Linked DNA regions of Zea mays: region 2 is linked to region 1. A link is a contact called in public Hi-C data. All regions are on one chromosome and are shown on one strand. The core of a region is the stretch at or near the end of the contact, and the rest is flanking DNA. Distances in the headings are between cores, read along the strand shown.

Region 1 (4,798 bases), core at 1,640-4,139:
CAAGTATAGGTTCGAGGAATGCACTAGATTCGGAATTTCATATCCCAGTGACGCATTGGCGTTCGCTTCTTGTCTGTCTGCCAAGAACCGCACATGACATGGTCTTTGCTTTCACTCTTTTACTAGGGGTTATTCTATTCGAAAATCTCCTTCCAAAATTGTACATGAGGTTTTCATCTCATACAACTTCTCCCTTCTATACATAGTACTAAGCGAAAGCTACCAACATACTCTTAGGCAAGAAAAAATCGTAGAAACCCGTAGACATTGCTCGTGTCGTGGTCACAAAGAAATTCAAATGCTACCAATGCACGATCACCTTACTATATCTTTCAAAATATGTAAACATCCACTTTTAGTGACGCTAAAAAAGTATAGAATAACAATTAATGTTTTTGTATATCAATGTATGTTATCATATTGATTTTGTAGCAACGCACATACATATACCTAGTAATTTATATAAGTTTTGATTAGCTAGAATGATTCCAGATGCATTCCTCGATAAACGAATAAAGCCTCACTCCCTTGTGCATCCAAGGGATGGGAGGTTGCTTTGTATCTCCTGCCCATAGCCACTCTCCACCTCTACTTAGGGTAGTTCCGGTCCTAACTTTGAATGAGTATGACTTATTGGTATGCTTAAAAGCATCAAGGGACCCACCTAGATGATCTGTTCGATCTTAAGTAAAATGCAATGTATATTTCTATTTCCACCACATTTTATTCGGGTTCATGAATTCTAGAAGCAATCGATCAAATTAGTTCTTCAACAGGTTCATTTTAAGTTTACTTTAGGTCAAAACACAGACATGAATTCAGACTTCAATCGAATTACTTAGAAACCGAAGAAACTAGGCAATCATTTTGAGGGCAGACTAAATAAGAATGTGAAAAAAAGTTTAAGGGTCTATTTTGTATTTCACTCCTTGATTTTCTATTGCCCATGGTTTTCCTGTTTCTCCTCTCTCCCCATCTCTCTTCTACAATTTAGTATTTAGCCTTCTGGTAAAGTGTTATTATAGTTGCTCTAACTGTATATTTGTAGATGAAAAAATGCAGAAGCCATATTCCAAACGTTGGGCTTCTCACGAGCTTCCGCTGGGAGCGTTTGTGAGACTCTCTCCAACCGACGCTCTAAAACATCCTCTAACCTAATTCTCTACGCACCCAGCAATATCCTCTACATGATTCTCTAAATTTAGAGGAGACTTTTAGATTATTTCTATCCATTTTAGTATTTTAAACAACAGATTTAGTAAAACTAAAATATGTATAATATGTCTGATAATATGATCAATACATATATATAAAAACTAAAACTAAAACATGTCTAATATGAGTATTTATATATAGATGACGAGATGTAGAAGCCACTACCGAAGAAAAAGAGATATATGACTTATTCGCTGCGGCTTGTTGTGGCTTTAATCTAGTCACGACTGTGGTTTCTACATTATTTTATCTCTATGAATTGTAGATGTAGCAGTTCGAACTGCCAGCCTACCGAACGATAGAGGAGAGAATCTTTTATAGCTATATAAAGAACATGAATATAATATAGATACAGTATGAACGCATAAGCCTTAGTGCCGCTGGACCGAGACCGCCTTCCGAGTCCGCCTAGCTGTGGCCTGCGACTGTGGGCTGTGGCCGTGGCGCCCCTCCCCTCGTCGCCGTCCACATCCACTTCCACGCTTGCGGATAGGGATGGCAGTGGATCGAATTATGTTCGGGTATAGTAATACCCGACCCGATGTTGTACCCGAGTCTTCTACAAATATCCATACCCACCAAGCCAATTGGACGAGGAACTGTACCCGTATCCGTACCCACCAGGTATCCATCGAGTATAGGGTATCCGATGGATATGTTTTTAGACTAAATAACATTTAATTATTGTTATAATAAATGTTAAAATAATTTAGTTTTCATCTAAATAACTAGACAATATTTGACTAACCGGAGGATACTTGGAGAAAAAGGGACACAAAGGGAAGCTGGAAGGATCATCAGAGGGCGCAGTCAGGGTCACGGGTAACCGGAGATTGAGCGCGAGACGCCGGAGTCGGAGGAAGCTTGGGCGGGCTGGGGCGTGGGGCGGCGCATATAGATCCTCGGCTGGGTTGGCCAACGTGGTTGCGCACTCGCACAATGTCGAATCATGGGCGGGGTGCGGTGGTATGACGAGGTTGCTCACTTGAGCTTGTCTACTTGTGCCCGATGGCGGCCAGAGCTGGTACTCGAGAGGACATGAGAGATGAATGGAATTAGGGATAGTGTGGCGGGGTGTGAGTTATGATTTTTTGGCTCCGTCTTTTCATGGGCTTTAAATTTTAGTAAATATAACACATTTAAGAAGATATATTGATATTTCGGGTATTCACCGGATAACCGCGGGTAAAATATTATATCTGTATCCTATCCGATGTATTTCGGGTATCCGACCCGACAGGACCGACAGGTGATTTTTTCTACCCATATCCATATCCATCGGGTACGAAACCCACGGGTCTAACTGCCAGACAATGACTGCTATGCAAGCAGTCCTTCTGTGTAAGCGTGCAAGCAAACCATTTGATTCATTAGATCGTGATCCAACCGTAGGTCACATTTAACACTTAAACCCTTGCACTACCAGCTCAATAATCTTTATAAAAAAATTTAACAAACTATGATAATATCTGCGGTTGGATCGTAATATAATGAATCAAATGTTTTATTTGCACACTTGCACAGAAGGACTGGTTGCATAACAGTCGTTGCCCCTACTTGCGGAGCCGCCGTATCGCGGCTCTTCGACTGGTTGACTGGCGGCGTTCTGTTTGGGGTCGGCCCGCTTCGCTACATGGGCTCATTTAGCAGCGGAGCCCTTTTCAGGCCTATCCAGTATCGACGCCCTTCTAAAACCCTAACTCCCTCTGTGTCCTCGACGCCGCCAAGCCATCCTCCCTCTGGAGTACCGACCGACTCTCCACCTCAGGACCGCAAGCTACTTCCTCCGCCTCGACAGGCGTCGGCGAGATGGTGAAGAGAAGCAAGAAGAGCAAGAGCAAGCGCGTCACGCTGCGGCAGAAGCACAAGGTGCTGCGCAAGGTGAAGGAGCACCACCGCAAGAAGCGCAAGGAGGCCAAGAAGGAGGGCAAGGCCGGCCAGCGGAAGAAGGTCGAGAAGGACCCCGGGATCCCCAACGAGTGGCCCTTCAAGGAGCAGGAGCTCAAGGCGCTCGAGGCCCGACGCGCGCAGGCGCTCCAGGAGCTCGAGCTCAAGAAGGAGGCGCGCAAGGAGAGGGTATGTCATGTCTGGCCGTCTGTTATCGTTGGTGCTATCCCTGCTGTTAGTTTGTGTCCGGAGCAAATAGTATTTCAGTCTTACAGCCGAATCAATCTTCATTCCGCAAGCCTAATTCACCTCCATGCCCCGTCAGTTCCATTGTGAGATTAACTTTCTTAGATGATTCCCTATATTGGTAGTGTACATAGTAACCATTAGGAATGCAAATGGGGCGGCGTGCAGTGTTATGCTCAGAGTTCAAAGTTATGGTAAATGAACTTGTTGTTTTTCAGTAGTCGATAAACACATTCCACGTTCAGCACAAGTTCCAGGTTTGGTGCGTATTGGGAAAAAGTTATGCTATAGGCTATTGTTGAACAAACTAACACCCTCTCACTCTAATAAATTGGTCAATGTTGATCATCCTTGACACAATCTAGTCATGGTCAGAGAAAGCCATGCAGTGAAGGAAGAAGTGGTTTATTTGTCATGAAAGCCTTGCTCTAACTGAAAGTTAAACAGAAGAGGGGTTGCTAATTATAAGCTAATTGAAGCAGAACATACATTTATTTGGATTGAGCCTGGTCAGCCATGTAGAGCAGAGTCCGTGACGGGTTCTCTCGAATGGAGTAGTCCATGCTACAATGCTAATAGTTAAATGGATTTGATTTGGATGTAGCAATGGGGATGATGAGACGGAAAACAGGCTCTTTCTTCAGTGTCTGCCAATGGAGTAAGACATGTGCCTAATCTTGCTTATTTAACTCCTCTAATGGTGTAGTTATTAAATATAAAGTAACACATAACTAAATCATAAGCAGGCACATGTGCACTCAGTCTAATCAATTGAGTTGACAAGATCTGCATTCTTAGTGATTACCTCTAGCTTCAAGTTTCTTTTGATTTGCTCAAACTGTTACTGATTGCTAATAATTGAGGACTAATCGCCACTTGCTTGGACATGATTGAGCTTGCTGGTGGATTGGGAAAGCAGCGGAGGAGTTCTTCGGCAACTTTGTCTCAGGGAGGCTCACAACTCAACGGAGAGAATGAGGCCAAAGGTGGAAGAGCCGGGGCTGGGAGTGGGAGGAGAGAAGGCGGCAGCGGCAGAAATGGGAAGCTGACACTAGAGTTGCAAACTCTGCTCAGAGGTGGATTTGGTGCGTGAGGGTGGCGGCGGACTGGGAGATGCTGGCGCCGCTGGACTATGCGGGTCACCCATAACAACCTACTCCATCTAAGTGGGTTAGCTTGCAGGCTTCAGTGGGTTAGCGGCGTGTACCAGGCCAGTGGCTTGGTGGCATGGCCCAAACCATTTGCAAGCCTAGTTAGTAGTTACGTTTGGCTGATGGCCTGCTACCGTTAGTATCTGCCATGATAGTTTTTGCCCCAACCTTTATTGTCCCTTATTACAACCTAAAGCTTGTTAGAACTTAGAACAGGTATTGCTGTATCTATAATTGTGTTGTCTTGTGAAATTATGGTAATTGATCTCAGACAAGCTGGAAGCCCTGTCCTTTACTTG
Region 2 (4,798 bases), core at 959-3,458, 200 kb before region 1:
GCGACCGGCGGCATACCTGGCGGCTATGGAGTCTCTGGACGACGGTAGCGCCGTAGCGGGCAGCGCAGAGGACGTCGGCTGGGCGGCTGAAGACGGCTGTGGAGGCTTAGAATTTAGGGTTTGAGGAATGAGGACAGCTAAAGGCCCAGGAAGGCCCATTAACATCTAGAACGTCCAGAAAACGTCCAAAACGCCGTAAAACGTCCAAAACGCCATAGAACGTCAGTAAAACGTCCAAAACGGACGCTCTAACCCTTTTTCATAAAACGTGCGGACGTTCTAATCCTTAATCGTGTTTTACCGTTTAAGCGACGCTTCAATAACAATGCTCAGACCACCTAACCAACTTGGCTAAAGGCCCTATGGCTGCAGCCAGTCTATCAAGTATCAAGAATGAACCTCTAACTTGCAGAGCTGCCATTACAAGACAAAACTCAGGATATAACTTCAGTAGCGCCATCGTGGCACATGGGCACCAAGGCCAACTGAAAATCAAACCACCACACAATTAATGATGATGATGAATCGCTAATTTGCAGAACTATCCAAAAGCATATGACTAACTTCATTTTGGTTTTATATTAAGCCAAATAAAAACAAAACTTGCTAACGAATTTGGCTCCTTCAAAACTAAAAAAAATACTAGGAAATCACAGTACAAAGTCCATAAAATTACAGTAGAAAGACCACATAAACATGTATTGTTAAGAACCAAAGGAAACAACTCAAATATATTACCACCCTTTTTAGTCCACTATACATTTCTACTTATCTAGCTAGATGGGATTTCAGAACTAGAACACCGCCCTTCATAGATGCTAATGAAGTAATGATAAAGATGTTCATACCAAAATGTAAAGAAGTTGCAAGAATGAATTATGAAGATGGCAAACCTTAGAAGAGATCCTTCACAGCACTAGTTACCAGAACATGTCTTAGCACTTTCTCTTTCTCTTTCCCTTTGTCATGTCGTCAAGGAGCTCCCACTGGTGTTTTCCAGCGCAGCTAGAAGCATAAGCAGCAGCAAGACCTGGGACACTCATCTCGTGAGGGTGCACAAGTTTATCCAGAAGATTATCATTGCCCATCGATGCAATAGTTAGGAAGCTTAAACTAGAACTCATCAATCCCCTGTTCTTGAGAAATTTCATCAAGTAATACCGCGGCAACAACCGACGCTCCACACTATGCAATAGCAGCACTGGCCGATACACAATGACTGCCATCTGCAACCCAACAACACCCATTAGAAAATCCAACTTTTTATGAACCCTTTCCGGAGTTAAGCTCAGGATATTCGGCGCCTTCCTCACTGCTGATGCTATATCATCCCTCGACCACCCAAGCTTCTCAAACAGCTGTATATTACTGTCGAGCTTCTCACGGTTCAAGATCGCAAACCTCATGAACGCGAAAGGGAAAACCCACGATCCCTGCTGGATTCCAAACTCTGAAACGCGTGCCAGAGTTTCCTGGAGGTGCTCAGTGCTCCTGACAAGTATCCGGGACAGGAAAGTGTTGGGAATATCGGAAATCTCCATCCCGCATCGCTGAAGGAGGGCCAGGTTGGGCATGGCAACCTTCTCGAGGTTGACGCTGAGGAGGTTGCCGTTCATCTTGACGAACCGCAAGAGCTCGTCGAAGGAGCCGAAGAGCCCAAGCCAGAATTCAAAATTGCGGAGGAACGAGGGGCTGCGGAACCGGATCTGGGCGGCGATGACTACCTGGCCGACCTGGTGGCTTGACAGGCCGAGGCTGCGGAGCTCGGCGACGCGGAGAGACAGGGTCTTCCCCACGTCGGTGCAAAGGAGTCTGGGATCATTGGCGATGACGGTTGTGAGGTCGGTGCCGGAGATGTCGAGGCCCGCCAGGAAGGCGAGGACGACGTCGGGCTTCGAGGGAGACCTGAGGTCGAGGATCCTTTTGATTTTGGATGCCTTGAGGACCTGCTCCCTGGAGAGACCGCATCTGGCGACGAGGTAGTCGGCGACCGTGAAAGGGTTGCTCGCGGTGGTGGCGGCGGAACCGGAGAGGAGGCGATGGAGGGGGGTGATGCAGGAAGAGGAGCGGCGGGACGAGAAGAGTAGATGTGGAAGAATGCAATTTCGAAGGCGGAACATAGCGTCGGGAGCGACCGGCGGGCGGCGCCGGGAGGGATTGTGGTGAGATTGCGCCTTCAGCCTTGCAACTCCACAACCGAAGCATCAAATTTGGGCCGTAGCCTCTCATCCAGATTTCAGCACTTTTCATCACGCTCCAACCCAAACTCTCATTTCAACTGTCCCACAAATTTCAAATACAGAAGTGTGGCTGACCAACCAACATGTTTGGTTCAGCTTTTTCTGAAAGATTTTTTTTAGAATATGAATTTATACATAATCCAGCTGTTCTAAATATTACAGAATTTACGTGTAGAGAAAGATAAAGGGTTTCATATATATTGATCACTTAATTTTGATCCCTTAAAGGTATCAAAAGACAAGACAACATAATTAGATCAAGCTTCATCTCTATTCTTTTAATCTCTCATTCTCATGGAGAAGGTTTGAATAAAATGATGAAGATGAAAAAGCGAGTAAATAAAATGTAAAGAATATTGAAGTTAAATGAAGTACAAGTCAAAGATATGACACATAATTCAACCTTAAAAGATACTACTTTCTTTCCCTTCTTCTATACTTAACAAAAGTCTACATGAATACCTTAGGCTTTGTAATATTACAAGAAGAAGGTAAAGAAAGTACAACTTCGTAGTTAGAGCAGTGAATTCCTTTCTAACAAAAATCGTGTACAATGCATGACAATGTTCCTATATTTATAAGCGTGGGGTATAGCTTCGGCGAAATTACAATCGTGCTCTCAATCTTATACATTTAAGCTATCAGATACATTGAGGGTAATGTTATCTTTTCCTTTTACTGTCTTGATCAATAAGTGTTGAACACTTTTCATAATCTTACTCGGCTTCGTCACTCATGCACGCACATTATTTGTCCAAAGTTGTTGTCTTCGTGTCTGCGTCTATTAGCAGTTTTAGCTGAAGCTAACCTTCGTCATTGCTCATGTAGCATATGAAACAAGCTAAAAATATTTGTTGAGTTAGTGTTTTGAGGACCTTCGAAAGAAGAAGGCCCCCAACAGTAGCCCCTAGTGGTGCTAGTTTGTTTTTCATAACGAGTTTAAACAACGAAATAAACGAAGACTTCGTGCCGAAGGTCCAAAAATACCTTCCCGAGGTTAGTGACAAAGCGTTGAAACTTATCATGCTCTTCATTAGGGTCATGATGAAGCTTCTTATGATTGTCGTGAGTTCACCGAAAGTGGGCGCCAATGTTGGTCACTTGATTTTGATCCCTTAAAGGTATCAAATGACAAGGTAACACAATTAGATCAAGCTTCATCTTCACCCTTTTAATCTCTCATTCTCATGGAGAAAGTTTGAGTAAAAGGATGAAGATGAAAAAGCGAGTAAATAAAACATAAAGAATATTGAAGATAAATGAAGCACAAGTCAAAGATATGACACATGATTCAACCTTAAAAGATACTACTTTCTTTCCCTTCTTCTATACTTAACAAAAGTCTACATGAATATCTTAGAAGGTAAAGAAAGTACAACTTCATAGGTAGAGCAGTGAATTCCTTTCTAACAAAAAGTGTGAACAATGCATGATAATGTTCCTCTATTTATAGGAGTTTAGTGCCTTTTTCTCAATTTGCTTTAACTACTTATTCTCATTGCTCATACAAGATGATGTTAGTCCAAATACAATGTGTTGAGCACTTAATCACCAAAACTAAATAGAAATGGCCCAAGGGCACATTTCCATTTCACTTTTTTTGTGTCTTTATTGTGTTCCTCGACATGAGAGCTATCTTCACATCAACACCTTCTTCACATGATCTATCAAGACTGACTTCCTTGATTTCGCCTTTTCCCTTCTTTTCTTGATTAACTTTAATTGACAGATCTTTCTTATTATTAGAAGAAGATATATCTTGTAGAGTGATGTGCATATACTTCTCCTGAACATTAATCTTCATTAATATTTGAGTTAGTGTGGAGGTGGAGTGATTAACTTTATGAAGCAAGGTGACAATGTGCCCATACTTCTTAATTCAAAAGATACTTAAAATCTTCCTCAAAACATTGTATTGTATCATTTGAGTGAGTCCTGGCTCATTCACTTCCTCTACAAGAACATCCAAGTTGGAATATATTTCATTAGCATTTTCATGAGGAAGCATCTCAAATGAATTTATCTTTTCCATAACAAGGCGAAAGTTGTAGAGGGGGTGAATAGACAATACCTGAAGTTCTTACTTAAATAACAAACTATATTTTGAATATTCTGACTTTGGTGGTTAGAACAGGATACTGTAGCCAAGATTAATTCCAAGATAATCACTTGGTATGTTGCTAGAAAAATTTGAAGTGTGGAATGAAAGCTAGCAACAAGATATAAGAGATAAAGCTCGAATGATGAGAAAAGCAAGTATTAACTAGGAAAGCAAAGGCAAATGCAAATGGGAAGAAGAATGCACAAGATACTCGTGATTTGTTTATCGGAGTTCGGATTCACAAAGAATCCTACGTCTCCGTTAAGGCGTTCATAAAGAACTGAGCCTCTTTCAACCCTTTCCTCACTCAAGCGATCACAAACATTGAGCTTGAGTAGTTCTCTTATCAATGGTGGGAGTAATCTTTTTCACAAGGTACTCCACACAAAGTTGGAGGCTCTCAATCGCTTTTACAATTTAGAGCAGTAACTTCATAACACTTTTGATAACTTTTTCT

What was found. A called contact is a pair of places that touch in the nucleus more often than the background predicts.
Region 2: a contact with region 1 is called in a Hi-C map of ear, with 3 times the contacts expected there. The contact joins the promoter of LOC100193811 here to the promoter of LOC100275579 in region 1. A contact is called at or near these places in 11 of 25 Hi-C or Micro-C datasets (bundle sheath, ear, endosperm and 4 more).

Annotation. Positions count from the first base shown.
Region 1 is chr1:253,707,666-253,712,463 of Zm-B73-REFERENCE-NAM-5.0, reverse strand. It overlaps LOC100275579, which reads left to right and starts at 2,889. Exons shown (of 8, transcript NM_001349681.1): 1 at 2,889-3,291. The coding sequence starts at 3,025.
Region 2 is chr1:253,904,260-253,909,057 of Zm-B73-REFERENCE-NAM-5.0, reverse strand. It overlaps LOC100193811, which reads right to left and starts at 2,208. Exons shown (of 2, transcript NM_001369652.1): 1 at 894-2,208. The coding sequence starts at 2,120. The coding sequence ends at 936.